Regions from separate parts of the Mus musculus genome. Here regions 1, 2, 3, 4, 6 and 7 are each linked to region 5. The links are chromatin contacts, called in public Hi-C, promoter capture Hi-C and targeted proximity ligation maps. All regions are on one chromosome and are shown on one strand. The core of a region is the stretch at or near the end of the contact, and the rest is flanking DNA. Distances in the headings are between cores, read along the strand shown.

Region 1 (3,928 bases), core at 1,111-3,610, 320 kb after region 5:
TGCTCAGGCTGTGTGGCCCGGGATTCTTCCACAGAGCCACATTTCCCTGCCTACCCACTGAAGCCCCTTGACCTTAGAGCATAGTGTGGGCTTTGACTACGTTCTAGTAAGTGGTGGTTGCCACTTACAGGTCAATGGGATAGAAGTGCGTTTTTCTCTTAGATTATTAATCGTTAGAAATGACCAACTTTGAAGTAGTCACTTTGGCGAGTGAAGTTTATGTCTCTGTACTTGTTTGTTGGTATTATTTTTAGCATGGCAGACACTGACTTGGGGATGACTCATTTTTACTGTTTCAACATTATCCATACTAGTCCACGTACTTGAGAAACCTAAACATTTTTAATGAATGTTTCTTATGATTTGGTAAGAAGTAGTGTTAGAATTCTCTTGTTTCTTAAAGTCATTTATTACTTCATATATGATGCTATGCCTGCCTGCATATATAGTGTAACTCTTGCATGCCTGGTGTTCTCTGCAGCCAGAGAAGGCATCAGATTCCAAAGAAGTAGAGTTTCAGATGGTTGTCAATGGCAAAGTGGGGTGCTGGGAATTGAACTAGGGTTCTCTTCAAGACCAGCAAGTACTCGTAACTGCTGAGCTACCTCTCCAGCCTCCTGTTAAGGTTCTTCATGGTTTAGTGGACTAGAAAAGGAACATTTCATCTTGATTATTATTATTTTTTGTACAGTGACTGACTTAAAAGTATGCCAACTCTGAAGCATCTCTTATGACCACGCCATTCAAGTTACTTTCAAGGCGAGGATTTCTCTCTAGATTACCATCCCTATATTTACTTAAAGCTCTGTTATGTATATTTTATGTGTGCCTTTTCTAAGAACCACTTTCTGAAATTGGAGTGAAATTTGGAGTATAAAATACTTGTATACTCTGCCCTTTTCATGTATTAGGAATACTCCTAAAACTTTCATAGAAAAATGTTTTCTTTTTCCTAAAAAACATTTCAAAGATACAGGGAGGGGGGAGGGGAAGAAAAACTAAACTAACTCTAATGCCTGGGACACACTTGTAACAAGTGTGTGTGGGGTGGGGAGGGAGAATTTTAAAGTCTGGATTCCATGACCTGCCAGGCAGCAGCTCGCTTGCTTTGACCTTGGTTACAGCAAATGCAAAGTAACACTGCAAAGAGCCAGCGGCTGTCCAGTACTTACTTCAAGACAGCAAGCCTCCTTTTTTTCCCTCTTAGGTGCAAACTGATGAAAATAACCAGCGGGGCTACTATAATCTCAGCCACTCCCTTGCTCTTGGTTGACACTCAAATAGAGCAGGTTAGTGGGTTGTCATTTAAAAGCAGTATGCGTCAGGCCACCCTTTCTTATCTCCCTGAGAAGTGCGATAGCATAGTGTCCTAAGGTGAAGAGGCCGGAGGTGCAGGAGAGGACAAGACCTTTAAGAGCTCACACAGGAGCAGACACATTTTAAATCCGATTTTTCACTGTATTTGGGGACAGAGGACGCTAAATTTTCAGCACCATACACGAAAAAGGGTCTCTACTGCTTAGGGAAAGCGGCCATCAGATTCACCTTGGGAGCTTGTTAACCAGGTTTCAGGACCGACCCCACTAGTGGCGTTTCTGATTCTGTAGGTTTAGGTGTGGTCGTGAATGTGTCGTTCTAACGAATTCTCGGGTAATGAGGATGCGGGCCCAGAGATTCCAGGACCCCAGGTGACACCATCACCATCCAAGCTAACCAGCAGCAGGAGAAAAGCATGGAGGAGAGCGACGGCTGTCCAAACATCTTTCGCCACCTTCATCCTCCGTCGCCGGGAATGGGTCAGAACAGGGAAGCAGCAGGAGGAGCGATGCCAGCGCCTTAGGAACGGGAACTCCTCTTCCCAACTTCCGCCCCTGGGGAAAAGCAGAAGCCATCAGCTCCAAGAGAGCGGCTCTCCAATTCTTAGCCGTTAGGTTCTGGCTCTGGAGACAGCCGGTCCTCCCGGTGTCACCGGCGTCGCAGTACCCTCGCTGTACCCCCGCTGTAGACTGGCGGACTGCATGCAGGTGAGGGCGGGGGCCTGTGCCTGGTGGGGAGGCAAATGGACTAGAGTCTGCCCGGATCCCGGACCCTTCTTCGTCTACGGCCCCGGAGAGCTGAAGATGGCTGCCCCGGAGCTCCGCGGACAGTCACGTGTCTCGCAGGCACGGCCGTTCCCCCCTCCCCGCCCCCAGACCAGACCCTGCAGGGTAGCGCGTCCCGGGCGACCCATGCCACGGTGGTACGAGCGGTCGGCCCAGAAGGCCGGAGCTACTGGAGGCTGCTGTCTCTGCCGCGAGATCACCGTCCTGGTACCGGGTTCCACTGCCCGAGCTGGAGATCTGCCGGCGACCCGCACCCCGTGGGGCCATTGGGCATGCGCAGTGCTCCGGCCCTGGTGCGGCGCTCTCCAGGTTTTCGCCGCAGCTCCGAGAGGCGGCGGGAGGTGGGGCCCGGACGGACTAGGGGGGAGGGCCCGGTTCTTCCCGAGAACTCCTGGGCCTTCACGCTGCCTGGGGCTGCGCGATTTAGGAAGCCTGCAGACCCCTGATTTGGGGGGGGGGGGGGGGGGGAGATGGTGGTTTTAAGGATTAGAGCTTCGGAAAAATGTCCCGAAGAGTTTGAGGTTCATCCATTTTAAATGATCAATCATAAGGGAGTCACAAGTGTCGCAGCTCTTGGGCTTGGTGGGAAAGAAAATGCCAGTGTAGTTCGCCAACAGCTGTCCCCGTAGGTAGTTTCACCAAGGCTGAGTTTGTGTCCCCAACCTTCTAGCCGCCTTTTGCCGCACAACTCTCGGGCTGGCTCCTAATAGGGCTTCTGATCCCGGAGGATGAAACCCACCATCTTTCTCTTCTCGTGGTTGGGGGGTGGTGGGGGCGAAAGGGAACCGCATCTCCAGTTCCCGTTTCTAGAAACAAAAAGGACTCCCCCCCCCCCCCGTCCCCACCCCCAGCACACCCCACGGCCAGCTGTCCTGCGGGACTCAGCTGGGTCCCTGGTCGAGCGTCCGCGGTCCCCGCCCCCTGGCCGCCGGGAACACCCGGAGGAACGGACTGGCGTCGCGCGGGAAGCCGACCCGGCTCCGCCGCGGACTGGGCATGCTCGGCAGCCCGAGGTTCCAAGTCAGAAGCCTTCTCGCCAGCTCGGCGGCGGCCGGAGCAGCGGCGGCGGGCTGCCGGCTGGACGGGAGCAGGGAGAGCCGGTTCGGGCGGGCTGCTCGTCCCGGGAGCCTGGCACGCGGACGGGAGAGCGGGATCGGGTGCAGAGTCCGCACGCCGCCCTGCCCCGGTTTCGTTCCGCGGCGCGGGGCTCGGCGCGTGGAAAGAATTCCGGCGGCTGCCACGACTCGCGTGCAAGTGAGTCGCGGGGCGGGGGTGGAGGGCCGGCCTCCGGGTCGCGAGCGGCTGGATCTGACCCGAGTCTCTCGGGCCAGGCCTGACCTCGGTTGACGGCGGGCGGGCAGCCGGGGCGAGGGGGCGTGAGCGCATACCGCGCGGTGTCGCGCGTACCTGGCGTGCGGTCCCCCGCGGCCGCTCGTGGGGGTGGGCGCGGGGGAGCGCTCTGGCGGCCGCGATCCCGGCTCCGAGGGGGCGGGCCGCCGGCGGGGCTCCCCCGCCAACTTGGGCGGGGAGGAAGGAGGAGGCGTCCGTGGGCACCTTTCCGAGGTGCTGCGTGCGGGCTGGAAGGCTGCCTGGTGTCACATTGAGGCGAGCGGACGGTAGCGGGGCCTGAGAGCCCGGGACTGAGGACCTTTCCAGGTGGAAGCCAGCCAGAGGTCCCGTAGTGCTTAGGGGTGGACCCCCAAAATCACAGCCCCACCCCCACAACCCTGGGCGGCAGAGTGACAGTTGGTACCTCCTGGCCTGATCGCAGCGGGGCCAAGAGTCCGCGGCTTTGGGATTCCCTTCAGCACGGCCCCTCGATGACC
Region 2 (3,885 bases), core at 500-2,999, 370 kb before region 5:
GAAAAAACAAAAAGGGAAGAAAATCCCTTAAAGGCCTGAAGCCTTCCACCTGCACCTCTCAGAAGTTCCACCATCTTCTTATAGCATAAAGGCTGGATACCAAGCCATTCATGGGTGAGCCTTGAGGTGACACCTATCCAACACAGCACAGACCAAGAAGGCAATTCAGAGAGATCAATGATAGCATGTGGGTCAGGTTTTACAAAGGAACCAAAACTGAAGGAGCAGAGATAACAGGGCTAGATAACCAACCACCAGGACACCGTGATACAAGACAAAAATGAAACCAAAGGCACTTTCAGGTGGTAACAAGAGCTCTGTTCTAAAAATAGGCAAGCTGACAGGAAGGTAAGTGACATGGAGAGTGGCTCAAAGGAGTGTAGTTGAATTAAGTAAGGCTCTATCACTAATGCCGATCATTCGTCCTCCAGTTAAGAGGCAGATGCCATTTCTCAAGGCCCTTACATTTGAGGAGGGGCCATGCTGCTGTTCAGTTATAAGTCTGAAGTTTTCTGGACCAAAGTGGTGAAAAGCCTGCACTTTGATCTTTAATCTCTTCTTTCTCTCTGTTTCTTCTTCCTCTCTCCTTCTTCTCCTCCATTGTTCATCCCCCTTTTCTCCCTGACTTCTTTCTTCTCTTCTTCCTCCTCTTCTTCTTCTTCCTCCTCCTCCGCCCTAACCCCCACAATGGTTCAGGAGGAGATCCTCCACTTAGATGAGAAAAGCAAAAGATTGAAACATATGCACAGAACAGATAAATATTGTCCATTGAACATATCATGAGATGTAAAAATCATTTGTTATTACAGCATAACTTAGTTCTACCCTTGCTAGCAAACATCAAAGCTAGGGACATAGCAAAAGAGAGTAGCAGGGTTAAGAAAAAAATATTTTTCCATTCTATACTTAATTTTACAAAATGGAAAGACCCAGTGTGGAAGAAAGTCTCTAAGATAATAAAACAATTGTGTGTGTGTGTGTGTGTGTGTGTGTGTGTGTGTGTGTGTGTGTGTACATGCATGCATGTGGTGGCCAGAGGTCAATCTCAAGTGTCATTCCTCAAGAGCCATCCACCTGGTTCTTGAGACAATGTCCCTCAATAGATCTGAGGCTCCATTAGACTAGAGCAGCTGCTCACCAAGCCCTGGGGATTAGTCCGCCTCTGCCTCCCCAGCACTGGCCTCTCAAGTGCTCACCACCACACCTAGCTTTTTTTATGGGTGCTGGGGTTTGAACTCAGGACCTCATGCTTGCACACCAAGAACTTTACCAACTGACTTGTCGCCCTAACCCTGATAAAGCAATGTCCCATAGAAAGTAGACTACATGACAAAAGTCTCTGCTTTTCTTCTTCTAAGGGAGAAATAAAAATCCAGAAAGAATGCTCAAGAGTTTAAGTCAGAGAGGTAGGTGGTGGAAGTGTATGGTTACAGTGCAGGTACTTCCTTCCTAAGAGAAGGGAAGGGTAGGACTGGGAGTTCTTCATGTGGGGCAATTTCAAGGTATGTTGAGCATCCATGCCTGAAATTAAATACATTTGCAGTGACCACCTTTGTAGGTTGGCTTGCTGGCAGCTAGCCAGCTGGGATGACTGGCAAAAGACAGATCCAAAGTGCATTTAACTTCTCTTGTTATTTAAAAAGTAGACCCTTACCCAGAAATGGTTAAGCTGAGTCCTGTCCTCAGTCCTAGCCCTTCTCTTCCTCCCACAGTTTGCCTATGTCCTGTAACTAAATTAGTTATTCTATTTACAGGCCAGTGCTGATCCCCTGACAGAACAAGATGTGCTGTGCTCTCTCTGCAGTGCACTCCTGGTGAACTTTAAGCCACACATCTGTTGCAGAGAAAGAGCTTGTATTCCCCAGTGGCCAACTTTAGCTGAGAGTTCGGGGTCCATCTCCACTGGGGCATATTTTTATTAGATAGGCTGTTACAGAATCCAAGGAATAAATTTAGTTATTTGTCTCGCTACAGTCACTACAGTGCCTCCCAAATAATTGTTCCTTCTATCCTCTTGATGCCAGTCTAAGACTCTTCCTACAAATGAATATTTGGGTTAAAATCCGTCTATGCTTTCCTTTACCCTCAAGCCATTGCAGTGTATGGGGTAAGGATTTATTTCCAAAACCTTTCCAAGTCTCTTTTGGTTAAGACCTGGAGTTGGCATTATTTTGTAAAGAGCCAAAGAGTAACAGCTATGCTTTGTGGAATGTACATCTTGTTGCGACTAGTCAGAAGCTAGAAAGCAGGGATAATATCTGAAAGAATGGGCATAGTCCTGTACCAATAAAGTTTTATTTATTAAACTTAGTCTGTAATTTTTGTTTAGTTTATGTTCTATCCTTTGCTTATCATGACTTAACTGTTGTTGTCCACCAGAAAGACTTTAGATATACTGGCAGATTAAAATATAATAAAAACAAAAATGTAATAAGCAATATATTTTGTATAGTCGTCTTTTAGAAGGAAAAAAAATAACTTAAAACATCAGTTTTGGTTTGGGTTTTGGGTTTGGTTTGGTTTTAACCTTTGGACAATAGTCTAGTATCTTTCCCTTCTTAAAATGCTGTGTTTTAAGATAGATGCCTCTTCTCTACCATACACAAAAGAAAAGAAAAAAGTTAAGAAGAGCAGTGGACTTTAATTCAGAGATGAGAGGGTTAAATGGCTAAAACTGGGAGGGTGAAAGTATCACTTATCTGCAAACACAGCCTCTTCTTTAGAAACTGATTTACCCAGACATCAAATTGATTATAAGATATCTCCAGTAAAAACAAATTGGTTGACCTTCACTTCGGAGATCAAAGGTTACATTCATACCCTGTCGGATGGTTCTGTGAAATTGCTCCCAAGCTGCCTGGTGACATATTTTTGAAAAATATTTTCCTCCAACTTTATCAAGTGTTCTTTGTGTTCTGAAAACATAATTTGAAGTCCCAGCTGAAGCGAAGACTTCCTGAGTCTCAGATAACTGAAACCCTCCAACTGTATCCAGAGACACATGATTAGTTAGGCTGGGCATCAATTACAAGGGTTAATATCTCAAAGTCTAGTTACTTATTGAAGACTGAAACTAACATTTTATAACCACATTTTTTTTCATGAACCAGAAGTAGATAATGAGCTAAAATTGTCTATTTGGATGTCCTTGGCATTGCGTTGCACAAATAACTTAGATAGTAGTATCTGGCAGTGAGCAAATGTTCTCAATTTTTTTATGCCCCTAAGCAAGTCTCAAAGTGAAACTTCACAGTTTAAAAGTTAGGAGAATTGAGCTGAAGAGACAGTGCAACAGTTCAAAGCATTTACTATTCTTGTAGAGAACCTAGAGTTGGTTTCTAGAACCCAGAGGTACAACCACCTGCAATCCAGATTCAGGGGGTACAACCCCTCTTCTGACCTCTGCAGCTTCCTGTACTCACGTGTACACATAAATGCACTCATGCATGTATCGTGCTTCTGACCTCTGCAGCTTCCTGTACTCACGTGTACACATAAATGCACTCATGCATGTATCGTGCTTCTGACCTCTGCAGCTTCCTGTACTCACGTGTACACATAAATGCACTCATGCATGTATCGTGCTTCTGACCTCTGCAGCTTCCTGTACTCACGTGTACACATAAATGCACTCATGCATGTATCGTGCTTCTGACCTCTGCAGCTTCCTGTACTCACGTGTACACATAAATGCACTCATGCATGTATCGTGCTTCTGACCTCTGCAGCTTCCTGTACTCACGTGTACACATAAATGCACTCATGCATGTATCGTGCTTCTGACCTCTGCAGCTTCCTGTACTCACGTGTACACATAAATGCACTCATGCATGTATCGTGCTTCTGACCTCTGCAGCTTCCTGTACTCACGTGTACACATAAATG
Region 3 (3,507 bases), core at 759-3,258, 390 kb before region 5:
GGACAGCAACATGAGTCAACTGCTTACCATTTGTGCCTAATTACCATACAGTGAAAAAATTAGTCCAAACACATTGTGTGACGTTTATTGATCACAACAGTGGCCTGTACCACAGGGCTAGACTTCATGGCTGGTTACACATGTAAAATGGTTGTCTGCTCACAACTTAAAGACATCAGAGGAAACACTGGTATTAGAGACATGGTAAATAATCTAATGCATTGATTTCCTGTAGTCCTGAATGGGTAAAGCTGTGCTTGCTACTTCTATATACCTATCCTCTTTATCTCCACAACGCTCTCTCGGAGGGAGAGACAGTGGGAAGAAAGGCGAAGGAGCATGAAGACAAAAATGTGATTTGTATAAACAAGACAAATCCATTACACTCTCCATATTACACACTGGACACATTCGAAGTTCAAAGAACAGAAACTAGATTCAGAGGTAATGCAACAAATCCCACACCGCTGTCGGAGTGGTAGCACTCCTGGAGGAAAAGCCAGGAGCGGTGAAGGGTGGATTTTAGCATGTCTTGCGCATGCTTATTTATGGTGCAGCACTTCACTGGGTGACACTTCACAGGCTGCACACTGGCGAGCTGGAGAGCTTTGAAGAAAAATAATGAGCTGAGAGGTTCATGACATGCTATTAAGAAGTTTGTGATTGGACTTGGGAAATCAGATGGATCTCCAAGGAAAAGGGACCATATCTGAACCATTGCATTTAGAATATTTTTGAGTCCCGGAGCAGCTATTTATGAGAAGGGAGAGTTGTTTTTTGTCTCAATTCCAGGTTCTGACTTATGTGTAGTGAAGAAGCCGCTTTGCACAGCAGACCTGAAGTCCCTGAAATATCCATGACGTCACCTTTTTTCTACTGATCTCCCTTTGACTGCACAGAGGCATGCTATTAGCTTTGTGCTGTTTGAGCTAAATTCTCCCACATGTAGCTAGCAATCCAGCCAAAACAATGTCAGCAGGAAATTTCACACTGGATGCTCAAGGTAGTCCCAGCTCAGGGAGATGGAAAGATCAGGTTCGGATGCTTGGTTTTGCTAAGGATCAGGACAGAAAGAAAAGGCATCCAAGGTGGGATGCAGGGCTGCCTAGAATATGCAGCTTCCTGTCTTCCAGGCAGTGAGTGGTACACTGTCACCCTGTATTCCCAGGGCTTATGTGACATATGTGAATACAGAAAGCACTCAGCTCCATTTCTGGTGGTGAACCTAGGAGACCTTGCTCCTAAATGACAGAGGAGCCATTTTAAGATATGATATCATAAAAGATAATAATATCTGAAAGGGGGAAATGCATGCACCCAGGGTAACACATAAGTAGGCGAGCACAGGATGAATTTGTGGTTAAACCATTTATTCCATTGCAGATGACAATTTAACTCTTTGGAGCCCAGAGTTCCCCCTATGCTCATGCGTCGTGAAGAGATGATTACGTAATCTGCACTGCAGGTTGAATTGGGAACATCTGGGGACAGTTGTAGGGAGCTAGCCATGATCCTGAAGCTCAGACTAAGATCACTGGCCTCCAGTTCTCTCTGCCAGCCCCATGGTAACAGGAAGGCATAACCCTTGCCCCCAGATCTATTGAACCGAGCAAACAGTGGGGCTGAGCACTCGCATTGTGAACGACTATTTGGAGAAAAGATGGGGTGGGGATTGAAATGTTCTGCTAATCAAAGGCACCAACTGTTGCTGCTTCTCCGGCTTTCTTCAGAAACATCACACGGGTGATGGTACGTTTTTTTCAAGCCTGCGCCAGCCCAGCTCTAAAATGGAAAAGTATTCGTTTCATATGAGCAAATGTTTTCTTCTTTTTTGCTTCTCTCTCTCTCTCTCTCTCTCTCTCTCTCTCTCTCTCTCTCTCTCTCTCCCTTCCTCTCTCCCTCCCTCTCTCTCTCCCTCTCTCTCTCCCTCTCTCTCTCCCCACTGTGGGAAAACGAACTTACTTTCAGTTACGCCTGACATCTGACCACTATACTGATCACGAGGACACTGTGGTAAACCACAGGCCCACTTGAAAATATCTCTCTTAGGCACAGTTCCTGTGCTTTAGAGGGCACCATCCCTGGCTTTTGGTTGTGGCCCTGACTCTCGGCTCTGGCGTCCTCCATAGGAGTTCCATTTTCTCTTTCTTCCTCTACTGACAATGAGTGGTCTCATCCCCACATCTTCCAAATGAGCCAATTCACAAAATAAGTAAAATGTAAAAATGGTGCCTTTTTTTTTCCTATCCAAAGCCTCAAACAGAGCTCTGACTGTACACTGCACCCTTCTAAAAATGAAACAAGGCATGAAAACTTAAAGATAGGCTCAGGAGAAGGCTTGGTGGGTAGGAACACTTATTTCCTGAATGTGAGGATCTGAGTTCAGATCTCCAGCACACACATAAAAAACTGAATGTACCCAAGTGGGCCTGTAATTCCAGCACTGAGGCAGGGAAGACAGAGACAAGAGAGAGAATTACAGTGGCTTTTTAGCCCACGGCCTAGGCAAAAAACAAAATCGGCACTGGTTCAGTGAGAGAGTCTACTTCAGGGGTATAAGGCAGTCAGCAATAGAGGGAGATGCATGTATGCACAGATGCAAGCAAGTGAGTGTGTGTGTGTGTGTGTGTGTGTGTGTGTGTGTTTGTACCCGCACACACTTACAAGGCGGTAGAGGGTGGGTGGTGGTATCTTGATTAATAATGAGATGACCAGCCAGGATTTATTCATACTCCTTCTGTCTGAATCATCTTGTTTCTTGTAGCTGTTTTACACTTCCAGGATCTTGCCATCTGCCCACTCTACAGAAATACAGGAAAGCATTTTAAAAACAATGGCTTGGGGGGGGGGGGAGATCTGGGGATCCGAAAACCTATCTTTCTTTCTTTCACCCCACTGCTTACTGCTGCTTTCCTGAGAATGCAGTGCTGTTCCTGCTGCACCGGACTTGCCTCTTAACAACCTTCCTTCTGCCCCTCACAGCTCACATCTGGAGCCTGAGGAGAAAGAACAGATGTGGCTGCCCCCTTGCCTAAGTGGGAGGGGGGAGGACACCCTGGGTAGTTTGTCCTGCTTGGATCTAATATGTGTCACTGGAATATAGGTCAGCATTTTGATGGATAGGTTGAAACAGGCCAGAGGCAAAGATACCCCCGGGTTCACCCCACTCCACTCTACTGTCTTCTCCCCCAAAGCAAGTTAAGCCCCCAATGGCCTCAAGAGACATGCACAGCAGATGGAGCTGGTCTTCATGTCTTTACATTCTGCACACTAATTCTGTAGAAATCTAGAGCTAAGCTAAGGCTTTATCAGTCTGGGCTTGGGCCAAGCTTCAGGCTGAAGTTCAGCTGGCCTGGCCGGACGCAGATGCCAGCTGTTCACACTAACCTTGATTCCCCACCCCACCCCCAACACCTGATTTAGATAGCAGAGTGGCCAAGTGACATGCATGTAGCCCTGATGCACAACTGGAGAGATGACGTGATTTTTAATTACTGTGCAGTTCAG
Region 4 (3,670 bases), core at 850-3,349, 490 kb before region 5:
AGTGCTCTGTAATTAGCTTCAAGCAATGAACTTGTGGTAGAAAGTTGAGGCTTAAGCAAATGTTGGCATGAACAGTGTTGCTATTGACTACAGTATTAGGAGTGAACACACAGTAGTAGTGAGGATAGGTGCTTTGTTATCAGCATCACGGTATTCTTTAGCATGCCCAAAATGTCAATACCAGGTGAAGAAGACAACCGTAGGGAACAGAACCAAGCCCATGCAAAACAGGGCACACATCATGAACTACAAGACACTTTCACCCAGCATGTTGCATAGCCCATGAATTTGATCTTAAGATGTTAATCTCTGCTACTCATGAGAGGAGAACATTATTGGACGTTGCTTGACTGCCTTCCTAGAGGAGACCAGACAAGCACATACTTAATACAGTTTTGCCCAAGGTCCAAGCTAGGAAGAAAGAAAGGAATAGTATTATGAAAACAGTAATTGTTGTTTCTCAGGATACTGACAACATAGTAATTTGTTTCATATTATATTCTTACAAAATTACCAATTCTAACATGGGGATGTCTTCATTGATAGTCAATAATGCCCACATAAGAACAAGTCACAGATCCTGGACATTCAAAGCCCATGAGATATAGTTCTTACCTCACATTATATGTAATCTAGTTAATAATTGTATGTTGTGATTATTTAATAATAAAGTAATTGCTTCTTTAATTAGGATATATAAAACGAAGTAGCATTCTCCATATCCTTGAATTGATCTCCTTCCCTTGTGGCAACTTCCCAAGCCAGTAACCATATCAGACTTCACCTTCAACACAATATCCAAGCCTCATGAACAGTAACTCATTAAAATCTTCAAAAAAAAAATCCCAGAGTATTTTATTTTCATGTTTCATGACCTTGAAGTAGGATGCTAGGTAAAGGCTTATAACCAGAGACATAAAACTGCTATCATTGAAAAAAAAAAAAGATAAATTTTTAGAAAATCTTTACACAAAACCACAGTGTTTATTAAAGGGGTGAAAGCGTCTGGAGGGAAAGCCTTTGCCTTCCACTTCCAAGATTCACACCCAGAGCATTCATGTAAGGAACTACTACACAGTAAAGAAAAAGGCAGATGTATCAAAAGATGGCCTAGTCGGCCATCACTGGAAAGAGAGGCCCATTGGACACACAAACTTTATATGCCCCAGTACAGGGGAACGCCAGGGCCAAAAAAATGGGAATGGGTGGGTAGGGAAGTGGTGGGGAGGGTATAGGGGACTTTTGGGATAGCATTGGAAATGTAATTGAGGAAAATACGTAATAAAAATATTAAAAATTTTTAAAAAAATACAAAGAAAAGAAAAAAGAAAAAAGCAGACACCCAAATGAAAACGTTAGGGCCTACTTGAAGATCTCAGTCCAAATGAATGAGTGCTCAGAATTTTATTTATATATTTCTATGTATGTATGTATGTATGTATGTATGTATGTATCACTTCTCGGCCTTTTGGCTAAGATCAAGTGTATGTATTTGTGTCTAAATATATATATATATATATATATATATATATGCTTACATGAATGAACATGTAATATCATATATGTTAGATGCATATTTTATATCTATTAGATGTATAGACATATATTCTAGCTAAAATGGAAGTTTATGGTGTCCTCTGTTGTTATAGAAAATCAAAGATTGTTGTAATAATTGTAATAGCCATTTAGTCCGATTTCATTCTTACATGCCTATAGTCTTCTTTACCCAAACTTACAGTTATTACAACAGAAAGCAAGTCATGTGTGTCTTAGACTGGCAAAGCAGTAATAGCTTCCAGTGGGAATCAAAATCAAATCCACTGAGGAGACATATTTCTGTCAGGTGACATAAAACAGCCACCCTGTCCTAACCTGTAAAGTGCCCCCGAAACTGCTTTATTTTCTCTACTTCTTGCTCTCTAAATAGATTCTAAATAAAGTGACTCTGCAATTTAGAATTTGCCTCTCTGCCAGTAATGAGAGTGAAATGAGAAAGCCTGCTTCCTCTGTCTACTTTAAGTCCTTCAGGTCAGTATGAGAACCTGACATACAGTAAGCAACCCTAACGGATGAATATTTTGTCACCAAAACCAGAAAACAGGAAGAATACATAGTATCTGCCCTTGAAAATAGAGTACAGAACTAGAGGCCTGAGTCACAGTAGGAGACTAAGAAAATTAAATTACTTAATGTTGCTCAGATGTACAGCCCAAGTCTTCTGTTCTTGCCCTCTCCTCCTCTCCTTTCCTGTCAACCCACATGTGCACAAATGTGCATGGAGACACAGATGCAAGTATCACACAGTAGGAACAGGTCCCTAATTAAGGAATTCTCCTCTCCTCACCCTTTAGCCTCTTTACTCCCGTGATAATCTAAATTGTCTCTTATAATTTACATGCATACATATATATCATGTATACATATATAAAATGATAGATTAATTGAAGATTATGTACTATTAAGGTACATATTGCACTAAGTAAAGATATTGTGCAATCCTGTTCACTCACTGTTAGATGAAGCTGGTGGGCGGAGGGTAGCATTCAAGTAAAAGGTGATTATACAGATTATGTACTTTCATTTGAGCCTTGCTTGCTTTATGGTTGTGGGTCTCCCCCCGCCCCCCATAATGAGACAGGGCCTCATTATGTAACCCTAAGCTGTCCTGAAACTTACTACGTAGATTACAATGGCCTCAAACTCAATTATCTGCCTGCCTCTGCCTCCAGGGTTCTAGGATTAAAGGTGTGCACCACCACTCCTAGGCTTCATGTATCTTTTTTCTATACCTTGACACTTGATAATTATTATTTTCCTTTCTGGAATATATGTACACATTTACCTACACAACTGACATCCTTCAAAGTTAATTGCTTTAGCCCAAGAAATTTCTTTCAAGCAAAACAGGGCTGTTTTTAGGTCTGACCTGTATTTCAGAAATCAGAATCTTCCCATCTTAAAGCTGACGTTTTTGATAAGTGAGTCTGTTGAGAATTAGATTGTTTCAGTCAGAAGTCTTACCTCCCACACCCCATCAGACAAGGTGTTTACGGTTAGTTGCTTTTTCTCTGTAGATACCAATTACCTTTTCAAAGGGCTACCCAAAGGGATTTACCACTTGTCAGTTTGTTTAAACTTTAGCTAAATGTACAAATATGGTGGAGGTGAGATCCAATTTGGCTGTCGACCTGCTTGACCCTTTAGTTTTAGATTTGAAAGAAAGCATTTCAAGCCTTCATGTGTACTCAGTAGCTCACGACTTTGTTTGGTTTATTGATTGCTTTGTTTTCAGTTTTCTTAATTTAAAGATCGTTTGGTTGTGGTTTTAATTCCACAAATGGACAATTTGGGGAAATGAGCTTAATTTCTTGAACTTCAGCTCTCACCTCTTCTCTTTCAGAAAGCAGTAAACATAACTCAGTATCAAGCCATAACTTGAAAGGTGCATTAAATTAATAGGACAGAGGCCCTTCATTTTATTTTTAATTTAATGGGGCTAATGTCAGATGGGCATTTGTTTATTAAGGAGGTAAAGCTTCCTAAAAAGGCAGACAGTGTTGCCTGGAGAAAGTGATAGCATTTCCTTCTGAGTGTAAAATAATCCTCAATGCCTGAGAAAAGTCAGTGTCTGAGTTCATTCTGGAACTCCATCATCAGGGTGATTGAGGTG
Region 5 (3,825 bases), core at 1,122-3,621:
CAGACACTATAGAAGATGGCATCGGATCCCATTACAGCATTACAGATGGTTGTGAGCCACCATGTGGGTACTGGGAATTGAACTCAGGACCTCTGTTAGAGCAGTCAGTGCTCCTAAAGGCTGAGCCATCTCTCCAGCCTGTACCACATTTTCTTTATCCATTCTAATGTTGAGAGACATCTAGTTTGTTTCCAGTTTCTGGCTCTGATGAGCAAAGTTGCTATGGACACAGTTGGTCAATTGTCCTTGTGGTAGGATGGAGTGTCCTTTGGGCAGTAATTTGATTTTTTTTTTTTTTTTTCGAGACAGGGTTTCTCTGTGTAGCTCTGGCTGTCCTGGAACTCACTCTGTAGACCAGGCTGGCCTGGAACTCACTCTGTAGACCAGGCTGGCCTCAAACTCAGAAATCCGCCTGCCTCTGCTTCCCAAGTGTTAGAATTAAAGGCATGCGCCACCACCACCTGGCAGTAATGTGATCTTTTAAGGCCCAGATGCAAGAAATTTCCTAAATTAAAACATTGGGTACAGCAGAGATAGGCAATCCACTGGAAAGGAAAGAAGCAGCCACATTTATCTTGATCATTTGTACTATCTTATAAACCTCCCATGTCCCCAAGCTTAGACCAGAAGTGTTATCACCTATCTTTACTTAATAAACCCACTTTGTCTTAACTCTTTGTGTGTGTTGTTGTTGTTGTTGTTGATCATGATGATGCATAGCCAAGGATCTGACTTTACCTGAGGGGAGGACCCAGTGACAGTGATGGTGGTACTGTCAACGAACAGAACTGACAAGGTCTAGAAGCTACTAGGAATACTTGTGAGGGATTCTCTTGACTAGGCTAACTGATAGGCTCATTCTAAACTTGGGCAGCCCAGATATTGGCCTACACATAAGGGAATCCCAGGGATTTGTATTCAGTTTGCTTGCTTTGTCACGTGCTGGTGAGTTACCTAGTGTTTCTGCCATTGTTGATGTTGCTGCCTCTGGCCTCATCCACTGAGATCAGAATCCAGGTTCTTCCACAGACTAAAGACTAGTCGTGGCTCTCCAGGAATCCTTAAAGCCTTGTGGTCTTGTTGGACTGCTGAGGCATGTTACCTCCAGCACTGCGAAGCTACCAGGACAGCCATTGTTGGACCATTCAAGACTGTGCTGGGTAAACCAGTCTAAAATTAAAACAAAAAAACCAAACTCTTTTTAATATTGATTCATTCCATCTATTGTGTTCTTCTATCGAACTCCAGTAAAGTCCTTTAACAAGGAACTTTCCAGGCTCTGGCAGCACTTCTGGGCTGTGTCTCTCCACAGCTATTAACAACATCATTTACTAATATAACTGTCAGCAGAGGGAGGAAGCAGTGTGTTACTTATGTGGTCCAGGGTATAAAGCAATCCTCCTTGCATAGCCACCCCAAATGCTAGGAAAACAGGCATGTGACACCAATCCCAGCTTGGCTGTAGAATTCTTTAGCCTTAAAAGATAATCCTGAAAACAGAGCGAAACAAACTGCCTCCTCCAGGAATATAAAAAGGTCTTAAGAAGTCTGTCTTATTCCTTCATAGTCCCACTGCCTTTATTTGAAGTGATGATGCTCCTTTTGTTTATGGGCAGTGTGTCTACTTATTCTTGTTCCTTAGTAGTGTATATACATTCAGAAGGGGCTGGCTTTCAGATACGGTTCCTTGGAATCTTGGTGTCACGTCCCTCACTTCGCAAGAGGAAGGGGTTAAAAAAAAAAGTCATCAATATGCAAAACCTGTCACCAGATGCCCTATTCTGACCCAACTGCCAGACCTCCCTGGTCTGCCTGGCTGCTCAAGCGTTCAGTGGATTCTCAGGCGCCGCCTCCAGGTGTCATCAGTACAGAGATGGGGGAGGAGGGTGAGCTCACCCTAGAAACCGAAAGGCAGATGGTGAGGCCATGCGCGTCTGAGCAGCATCATGAGGACTTGCTGCGGGGATGGGGGGTGGTGGTGGTGGTGGAAGTTTATCAAACCAGGGAAGCATTTCTTTGCCTTCTGTAAAAGGCTCCTCTGTCAGGGTTGCGTACAGCTCCAGAGTAGCAAGGGATTTCATGTGTCAAGCGTCTTTCCCAATTCAGTTTCTGAGTCTCTCAAGTTGAACTCAGAGCCCTTTGGGGAGCACCCTGTTCATCCTATCTACCTTTCTGAATGTTATCGGCCCAGCGGGTACTAAGGTGTAGGTTGGGGAAAGTAGCTCGCCCCGCACTGCGTCGCCATGCCTTGGCTGGCACGCCACCGGCTCGGCAGGGATCGCGCATGCTCCGTGCGGTGGGGGGCGGGGCTCCAGCCCCCGGAAGCGTTCTCTCCCCGGCCGCGTTTCTTTCCTGTGCGAGGCCGGGCTACGGCTCTCCCATCGTCTCTGGTCCTGCCTCTGGGTGAGTAGCGGGTTCCCGCGGGGCCGGGCCAGGTGCGTCCCCCATCCCTCCCGGTCCCCCAGGGCCTGGCGCTCACCTGGGGAGACCAGCCCGGTAGTCACCTGCCTCCGCGTCGGTCACACTTGAGCGCCGCCCCGGATCCAGCGGATTAACCTCCAAGGGCGTCCGGGGCCTCGCCTTGGCGCCCGGCCGGGCGCGAGCCCTCAGGTCTCAGCGCTGGCGGGAGACTCCGGCTGCCCGCAAGGACATCTCTTGTAGGCGGCCTGGTCATTGGAGGATCGGGGGCGCTCAGGGCGACCTCAGGGCTAGGCTTGTAAGAAGGCGGCTGGAAGGAGCCGGTCCGCTCGTGCCGGCCCCTCTCCTCCTCCCTCTTTGTGCAAAGGCGGAGGTGTTTCTTCAGTGCTGGCCATGCTTTCCCAGAACATGCTGATGTTAATAATGACCTGCCCTCTCCGCGAAGCCTGGCAGGAATTCATTGTCACAGTCTGCGACTGTAGGGCCTTGATAGGCACAGAATTGCTGGGACTTTGAGTTGAGAGACCATTTGGAGCACACTGCAGTGACTTAGGGAATACTGCAGTAAAAACGTTAGTAGTTGCTCAGAGATAGGGTATCCACACTGAAACCAGAGCTAAACAGGAAAAGATTTAAAATGATATGCGTTTAAAGATAATTCTGAATTAACACCGGTCTAGTGGTGTTTCTTAGTGATATACAGCAATGTGTATATTTTGTTAAAATTAGCGTCTATGCAAAATTGAAATACATTCTCCACATTTGCAGCCAATTTGCAGATATATCAGTGCTTTATGAATGATAGATGGGTATGTACCTCATCTGTGGAGACTGTATAAAATATTTCCATTCACTGTCCACACAGCAGAACGTTTCCGTTTCATTTCAGGATTTCGAAGTCACTTTTGGATATGATGAGCAGTGGTCTTTTTTTTTTTTGTTTTGTTTTTGGTTTTGTTTTTTTGTTTTTTGAGATAAGTCTTCTCTGCGTAGCCCTGGCTGTCCTGGAACTCTGAAGACCAGGCTGGTCTCCAATTTGGAGATCTGCTTGCCTCTACGTCCCAGGTGCCAAGATTAAAGGTGTCAGCCACAGTTTTTGGAGTTCTTTATATATTCTGGATATTAATCCTCAGTCAGTCAGTTGACAAAGATATCCTCCCATTCTGTGGGCTACCTCTTCACTCAAATTTAGCTGCTGCTACCACCATCAACCTCTGCCTAGACCCAGAGTAGTCTTAAATCTGCCTAGAGTCAATGTTAATATTGGAATGGGAAGATATGTAAGCAAGAGATTTGTCTGTTGGTGGTGTTTTTTTTTTTTAAAGATTTATTATATTTAAGTACACTGTAGCTATCTTTAGACACACCAGAAGAGGACATCAGGTCTAATTACAGATGATTGTGAGC
Region 6 (3,595 bases), core at 344-2,843, 470 kb before region 5:
AACTTGTCCTACACTGGGTTAAGTGACCTAGAACAAGAGTCACAGACCTTTTCCTACAACAGCCAGAAGATAAATACTCTAGATTTTGTGAGCTATGCACCCTAAGAAGCGTCTACTCCGATCCACTGGTGTAATTAAAGCTATATATGCTATGCAATGACATGGGTATGGACGTGCCTCAATAAATTAGTACAAACACAAGTGTGCAAAGTATTTGGTATCAAGACCGTAGTTTGTCTGCCTCGGCATGTGCCTACCTCGCCAGTTCGTCACTCTTAGCCAGTCTAGCTGTCCTGTCACATACTTTTTAACCAGTTGTGAATTTTCCCATTTCAATAATTTCCTTTGTAGACTGTCAAAGTTCAATTGCTCCTTCTACAGAGGCCATTTCTTCTTATTTGTTTTCTTTTCTTTACTGTTGCTGCTGCTGCTGCTGCTGCTGCTGCTGCTGTTGTTGTTGTTGTTGTTGTTGTTGTTGTTGTTGTTGTTGTGACAGGGTCTCACTATATAGTCTTGGCTGTACTGGAACTCACAAGGTAGACTTAGGTTGGCCTTGAACTTTCAGTAATTATTCTGCCTTTGGCAGTACTAGTACTACCCAGTACTAGGATTAGGATTGCATCACCATTTCTGGACAGAAGCCATTTATATATTCTCTATTTAATTCAGTTTCCCTCAGTACTCTTAAATAGCAGCCTGTATTTTCAGTAATTGTGAGTAATCTCAATTGCCAACTTGATGATATCTACCTGGGTGACATATATCTGAGCATGCCTGTACATGATTATCCTTATTAGATTACTTGAAATGAGATGACTGGCTCATTGTGGGTGTCACCATTCCCTAGGCTAGGATCCTTGACTATATAAAAGGAAAATGTGATGTGAGCACATGTGGATACAATGTGAGCAGCTACTTTCAAGCTCATGCCATCTTGACTTCCCTGCTGTTGTACCTGAAATGTGAGCCAAAATAAACCCTTTGTCCCTTTTTAAAGATATTTTATTATAGCTACAAGAAAAGTAACTATAACTATACATATGTCCGTGAGATCTTTGCTTAATATCTAATTTATCTTCAAATTTTTATGGGCCCATAGGTGGATCTGTCTGTAGTTGGTGCTTAGCATAAAGTATTTCTCAATAGCATGCTAGTCAGTTAAGAGTTAATTAATGAAATTGAGCCAAATAATGAGAGAAGAAAAAGAAAAATATAACTTGGTTATTGCTGATATGAAATATAAAATGCTTTCATTGAAGCCCATTCTTTGCCAAAGTACATCATTTTAAAAGTTATACTTGAATACTAGTCAGAGCAATTAATTGGCATTTCTCAAAAATTTAAGAGTATACAGAACCCATGGCTCATATAGCACCCTGAGGTTTATGCAATCTGATGTTGAGTGGGCAAATACACTACAGCTGATAGCACTGCCATCTGAAATAAAAGGCCAGAAAATTGGGGTGAGTGAAATGAAGAAAGAAACACAGGAAATCCAACCATTTTCACTGGTCTTGGCCTCAATGTAAAGCACTTCTCTCGTCCTCATATGTGGGCCTGTGAAAGGCGGCCTGTTTTGGTTGAGCAAGGCATGGTTCAGTGATCAAAGATGGCTCCAACTTACTACCAAATAGAATAGAGGGAGGTTCTCACAGAGCATGGGATGTCCAGTGAAATATGATCGCTTCCAGATAATACAAAAAAGAAAAAAGAATGAGGCCAAAGATATTTCCAAGTCTTAAAGAAAATTGACTATTAGAAGGTTTATGCCCCATATATTGGCTAAGAGTTATTATATATTAGACTATTAGTGTCTTACTGTCACAAATCTCTTAGATCCTTTTCTACAAAGACCTTTAATATACTAGAGCAAAGTGATCATTTTCAAAATGATTCTATGTTATGACCATGATTTTATTATGTGGTCTATAATATTCTAATTGTTTTTTAAAAATTATATGTCACTTTTTAAGGTTAAAGATCAAAGTCTATAAACCATTAGGGAACTGGTCTTTACAAGGATAGGAATATCTGTATTCTTCAGCTCCCAAAATTATTTATGACTCTATAAGTAATTCACTAGTCATACATATACTTATGGGAACTCTATTGCACTGTTGATGTAAGCCATACATTGTTCTAAGTGTCTAGATGGAAGAGACACCCAATATTCCACTCCACTAGAGCTTATATCTAACCAGGATTATTTGAATATATCCCTATAGAGAAAATTAAAAGCTCGGATTCCTTGTAAACAAACTCTTAATAGTATTCCATCTGGTCTTTCTTTTATTCCAGTGGAATTTTGAGGATATGTAGTTTAAATTTTATGCACTGAAATGGGGATAGAACATAAGAAATAATACCTAATGTTGACACCTGGACTCCCCATGCATGCACAAAAACACATGTGCTCAAACAGAAACCACATACAGAGAGGGGGAGAGAGACAGACAGACACACAGACAGACAGACACACACACACACACACACAGAGATGTTGTTTACTCTTTTAAAGTGCATACTCATCATCTTACTATAATAGTCTCTGAACCAGACAGTGTGCTAAACTCTAGATGCTTTTTTTTATTTAATCCTTACAACAACCCTATAATTTATGATGGTGGTGGGGGTGGTGATGTGTGGGCTAAAGTTGAGAAATAAGTAAAAACATGACATCAGCTTGAACTTTGTCTTTAGTGTATACTTTCCTGATAAAAAATAAAAATTTCTGTCCAATAGGGCCTAATAAATACTCCCCATAGAGATTTAGTGCCCCCACCTCCTACCCTGTACCATACTGAGACTGACTGAAATCTGGAAACTGGACCCTTCTTTTCATCTCTAGTCTGTATTTCCTATCGTTTGTATACTGAAAATTGTGAATTTTAAAGTGCATCCCTAAAAGTTCAGCGTATGACACCAAGCCTTCTTTCTAATTCTCTCTCCACCCTTCTCTCAGATTCAAATTCATTAAGTCCCCAGCACACACAGCAGTTAAGCCCCTCCTACTCCACTGCCATCACAGCCCCATCATAGGAAGTGAAGGATTCCAGAAGCCTAATTCTCCTCCCCCTGTGAAGTACACTGAGATCCATACCACAAATCATGACGATAACTTGTTATTTTAGCTATTGCCTCTTACATATGGCTTCACAGAACTTGTGAATTTTCTATCCATTTTTAGTATATAAATGAAGTATCTGGTATATCAACAACTATTCTAAGTAGTAAATGGGATGACAATAAACCAAGGCATTTGTAAACAATGTAGTGCTTTTACTCACCATAATAGAAAATAGCTCAGTTGACCTCAGAAGTGGTCTGGAGGTTAAGATTAAAATCCCAAGGAAAGATAAAGGATTGAGAAAATCCAGATGAACGTATGCGTCATGCTGTCCCCATGGACCAGAAACTTCCTCACTGGGGACTGAATAGAACAGTCAGAGAAAGGATGAGTTCCCCTACCCCAACTGTTATAACAACTAGGACCTAATTACACATATATGTGTGCCTTTGTGAATGTATGTATGCATATGTGTGTCTGTGTTCCACTGGCATAGGTCAATTTCCTATGGTACCAAGTTATATAAAA
Region 7 (3,567 bases), core at 767-3,266, 450 kb before region 5:
TAAGGACTGTTTTTTTTTTTTTTTTTTTTTTTTTGGTTTGGTTTGGTTTGGTTTTTTCCCTTCAGAGTAGTGAGTTGCCTAGACAAGCCACATCCACTTTTCAAATAGACTGGGCCTTTCTTTATATCAGCTTTTCATGTCTAGAACAAGATTCCACACAGAATCAACTTACAAGGAGAAAAGATTATCTTTTACAGCTGTTGAGAGTCCGGTGCAAGACAGATTAGTTTTACTGTTTTAGATTCAGGGTGAGCATCATGTCCTGGCAAGAGCATGTGTCAGAACAAACCACTTAATCCCAGAGAGTACAGAGGAAGGGGGGTGTGCTGGGGACTCAAAGTCCTCTCCAACAGCACATCTCTGGTCACCTCATAACCTAATATCTTAAAGTGTCTGCCACCTCCGAGCAAGACCATTCTGAGGCTCAATCCTTTTAACACATGGCTCTTTGGAGGACATTTAAGATCCAATCTATTACATGTTCCAAGCATGTCACATATTCACGTTATCATCTGTTGGATTGAATCTCTGAAATTAGACATTTCATTTGATACTTTAAAAAAGCCATTTGATCATTTTAATGAAGTAGATTGAGAACTTTATAATTTTAATAATTTTTAAATAAAATCTATAGCTTTGTTTAAGGTTACTCATAAGCTAGTTCTGAAAGCAATTTAAATCTATCACCCCTGAAAGACACTGGCTAGCTCACATCACAGCTGTAAATATGTAGCTTTCTAGCATAAGTGCTTTAAACTATAAATGTTAATTTTATTTATCATACTACATGTTTACTACATGTTTATCTCCATAATAAAATCACATTCTCTTCATTATCTTATCACGTGTATTGTGGCTTTTCTTCTTCACTTGTGCTTTATGATTTCTACATTTATAATAATGTGTTACAGTTATGGTCTTAAAACTCTGAAGTCAGAATGACATTGGTCAAAGAGATTGCAACTTTTAGCATCAGCGTCTTCATTGAGGCAAAACAATAGGAAAACTTACCCCATAGAGTTATGAAAAATGAACACTGAGAAATCCATGAAACACGCAGTGCAGACACTGCACAAAGCAACTTCTCCATCATCACTGACCATGGTGGTAAGGACAGGAAGAGGTGCCACAGAGGGCTATAGAGCTGTAGCCACTGCCAGTGCTTCTTCATTACCTCTCAGCAAACCCCTCTTCCTTTCATTTATTTAATTCTCTTCTCTTTTGAGAATTTCTCTCTTCTCGTTTCATATATATAAGTAGTTCCAAACTGGGATGTTTCAGAACTGATTTGGTGTCAGGGGCTTTGACACTTAACCAGGGCCTATGTACTGACTTGTTTTGTGTGTCAACTTGACACAAGCTGGAGTTATCACAGAGAAAGGAGCCTTCCTTAAGGAAATGCCTCCATGAGATCCAGCTCTAAGGTATTTTCTCAATTAGTGATCAAGGGTGGGAGAGGGTCCACTGTGGATCGTGCCATCCCTGGAATGGCAGTCTTGGGTTCTATAAGAAAGCAAGCTAAGAAATCCAGGGGAAGCAAGCCAGTAAGTAACATCCCTCCATGGCCTCTGCATCAGTTCCTGCTTCCTGACCTGCTTGAGTTCCAGTCCTGACTTCCTTTGGTGATGAACAGCAGTATGGAAGTGTAAGCTGAATAAACCCTTTCCTCTCCAACTTGCTTCTTGGTCATGATGTTTGTATAGGAATAGAAACCCTGACTAAGACACCTACAAGGAACTGTTGAACAGCATCAGAATAGGACATGTGACAGCAGTAGACCTCTGTCTTAGTCACCTTGTCACTTTTTAAGCTTGAAACTTCCCCTGATTTTTGCTACTCTCCGAAACTAGCCTGTACACTTTTTGGTGTTTGATTATTTAACATGTCTGTGCCCTGAACCAACATTGCCTGGCATAAAATTATGGGTACAAACCACTCTTGCTTATACATCATCTGTTCATAGAATTTTTTGCATACTAGACGATATCAACTAGGGCATGAGTCAATCTAGCAACAACAGGAAGGCTGGCAAGTGTCATTTTCAAACATTCCACTGAGTCATCTTCCATGTAGCTGGCCACTCACTTCAGTTCCTTTGATGAAGCATGTTAAAATATCATTCTGAGAAATCTCATCCTTAATTTAGGAATGTACAGTCACAGTTTAATTTAACTTTATACAGTTAAATATCTCCTCTTTTCACAAAATTCCATAATATATGAACTATTAAATGTTTGAACACATGTACATTTAATGAAGTCATTTTTTTCTCCAACACTGCTGGGACTCACCCTGCCCTTAGCCATTATCACACTTACTCAAAATTACTAAATTACTTTAAATGGTAATACTTCATAGGAAATGTTTAAATGTCTAATGAGAACAAAAGTCATATATTACATGTATGCATATTAATCTGAACCCAGAATTAATACTGGATGGTAGGTGCTGTTACATGGGTATGGACACACTAGAAGTAGGTCCTATTCCAGCAATATTTCTTGAAAATGATGTCTATGTGATCTATTTAGACTAAATATCAGTGTTATGCTATACAACTAACAAGTTCAGTTAATAACATCTAATTATACTACATTGAAAATTGGTAATATAAATCCATGTTTTCATTCAACATCTGTTGAGGTCTAACTGTGTGTTAGTCACTGTAATGGATTCTGAGGCACTGTCATCCTTCAGCAAGTTTCCATATAGTCAATCAGAAAGAATAACCACTCTGCATAGAGTCACATTGAAGTACAGTATGACACAAAAGATATGCAAAGTGCTATTTGAAAATACAGAGACAACTTGCAGAAGAAACCATAAGAAACAGCTTCTTAAAACAGAATTTTAGCGGAATATTGCAAGATGTTGAACTTAGACAGGAAAAGGCCATGAGAGTAGCAGTGTTCCAACAACTGCACAAACTTTTCCAGAGTTAAGCGTGCACTTGAGGAACAGTCAGTAATTCTGTTTCACAGAAAAGTAGGATGTTGCTAGAGTATGGGACAAGATCACAGGAACTATTCTGTCCCTGTCCCTGGAGAGGGCTACTGCTATGCCCTCTGACCTACTGCCACAGTCAGAAGACTACAACAGAGGCTCCATTTCAGTTCTCCAGTTCCTTACTCCACCCTTCCCTTGCTGTCATCTGTGGCTGGACTTCTTTGTATCATGATAGTCTAATGCTTATTCTCTCTCTTTTCTTCCTCCCTCCTCCCTCCCTGCTTCCACCCTCCATTTCTTTTCCCCTCCCTTCCCCATTTTTAGTCCCTTACTTGGTGTAAGTCACAGAGATCTATTTATAACTGACCCCCTCCTTTCTGGCTCTAAGAGACCTTAGATTCTCATCCATTGCAAAGGTGAGTTAAGGATTGCAAAACTCCAGGACAATTATGGTTCTAGGAAGCAAACTTAGAATTCAAACACACCCTACATAAAAGCTAGTCCTTTTCGAGCCTGTCTAACTGCTGGTGGTTTTTGAGTTCTAGCTTTTCCCCAATGGTGACAAATTGTCATCGAATTCTTTCTTCCTTGATGTCAGCTAGAGTAGTCATGGTTAGCATT

Evidence for each region. Promoter capture Hi-C pulls out the DNA fragments that hold promoters and counts their contacts. A called contact is a pair of places that touch in the nucleus more often than the background predicts.
Region 1: a contact with region 5 is called in a Hi-C map of erythroblasts, with 3 times the contacts expected there. A contact is called at or near these places in 7 of 484 Hi-C or Micro-C datasets (the G1E-ER4 cell line, embryonic stem cells, erythroblasts and 2 more) and 7 of 130 datasets of targeted methods (the NIH/3T3 cell line, bone marrow-derived macrophages, embryonic limb bud and 4 more).
Region 2: a promoter capture Hi-C map of liver shows a contact between it and region 5. A contact is called at or near these places in 5 of 39 promoter capture datasets (the 3T3-L1 cell line, the C10 cell line, liver and 1 more), 7 of 484 Hi-C or Micro-C datasets (bone marrow-derived macrophages, embryonic stem cells, erythroblasts and 3 more), 14 of 130 datasets of targeted methods (the 230-238 cell line, acute myeloid leukemia, bone marrow-derived macrophages and 8 more) and 2 of 9 other capture datasets (embryonic stem cells and liver).
Region 3: a Hi-C map of bone marrow-derived macrophages shows a contact between it and region 5, with 34 read pairs. A contact is called at or near these places in 10 of 39 promoter capture datasets (the C10 cell line, the HPC-7 cell line, embryonic stem cells and 4 more), 34 of 484 Hi-C or Micro-C datasets (B cells, the C10 cell line, CD4 T cells and 22 more), 31 of 130 datasets of targeted methods (the 230-238 cell line, DN3 thymocytes, the NIH/3T3 cell line and 20 more) and 1 of 9 other capture datasets (liver).
Region 4: a contact with region 5 is called in a promoter capture Hi-C map of hematopoietic stem and progenitor cells. A contact is called at or near these places in 10 of 39 promoter capture datasets (the C10 cell line, the HPC-7 cell line, cranial neural crest and 7 more), 4 of 484 Hi-C or Micro-C datasets (bone marrow-derived macrophages, microglia, muscle stem cells and 1 more), 25 of 130 datasets of targeted methods (the 230-238 cell line, the NIH/3T3 cell line, T-cell acute lymphoblastic leukemia and 18 more) and 2 of 9 other capture datasets (adipose tissue and pancreatic islet).
Region 6: a targeted proximity ligation map of pro-B cells shows a contact between it and region 5, with 4 times the contacts expected there. A contact is called at or near these places in 7 of 39 promoter capture datasets (the C10 cell line, the HPC-7 cell line, cranial neural crest and 4 more), 3 of 484 Hi-C or Micro-C datasets (bone marrow-derived macrophages and embryonic stem cells), 23 of 130 datasets of targeted methods (T-cell acute lymphoblastic leukemia, acute myeloid leukemia, bone marrow-derived macrophages and 12 more) and 2 of 9 other capture datasets (adipose tissue and embryonic stem cells).
Region 7: a contact with region 5 is called in a targeted proximity ligation map of bone marrow-derived macrophages, with 11 times the contacts expected there. A contact is called at or near these places in 4 of 39 promoter capture datasets (the C10 cell line, the HPC-7 cell line, cranial neural crest and 1 more), 2 of 484 Hi-C or Micro-C datasets (bone marrow-derived macrophages and embryonic stem cells), 22 of 130 datasets of targeted methods (the 230-238 cell line, CD8 T cells, acute myeloid leukemia and 11 more) and 1 of 9 other capture datasets (embryonic stem cells).

Annotation. Positions count from the first base shown.
Region 1 is chr19:32,387,648-32,391,575 of GRCm38.p6, reverse strand. 2700046G09Rik (RIKEN cDNA 2700046G09 gene) reads right to left here and starts at 2,360. Exons shown (of 2, transcript NR_033198.1): 1 at 2,200-2,360; 2 at 392-1,871. It overlaps Sgms1 (sphingomyelin synthase 1), which reads left to right and starts at 3,064. Exons shown (of 10, transcript NM_144792.5): 1 at 3,064-3,356.
Region 2 is chr19:33,078,080-33,081,964 of GRCm38.p6, reverse strand. No RefSeq gene overlaps it. Among named protein-coding and RNA genes, the nearest start is that of Gm41835, 5.0 kb to the right of the region's middle.
Region 3 is chr19:33,100,027-33,103,533 of GRCm38.p6, reverse strand. Gm29863 (a long non-coding RNA gene) reads right to left here. Exons shown (of 5, transcript XR_386659.2): 4 at 2,665-2,801; 5 at 1,373-1,782. Among named protein-coding and RNA genes, the nearest start is that of Gm29863, 16 kb to the right of the region's middle.
Region 4 is chr19:33,203,995-33,207,664 of GRCm38.p6, reverse strand. It overlaps the pseudogene Rnls and the pseudogene LOC115489056. Among named protein-coding and RNA genes, the nearest start is that of Mir3970, 49 kb to the right of the region's middle.
Region 5 is chr19:32,710,844-32,714,668 of GRCm38.p6, reverse strand. Atad1 (ATPase family, AAA domain containing 1) reads left to right here and starts at 2,371. Exons shown (of 10, transcript NM_026487.3): 1 at 2,371-2,403.
Region 6 is chr19:33,184,384-33,187,978 of GRCm38.p6, reverse strand. It overlaps the pseudogene Rnls. Among named protein-coding and RNA genes, the nearest start is that of Mir3970, 29 kb to the right of the region's middle.
Region 7 is chr19:33,158,555-33,162,121 of GRCm38.p6, reverse strand. It overlaps the pseudogene Rnls. Among named protein-coding and RNA genes, the nearest start is that of Mir3970, 3.2 kb to the right of the region's middle.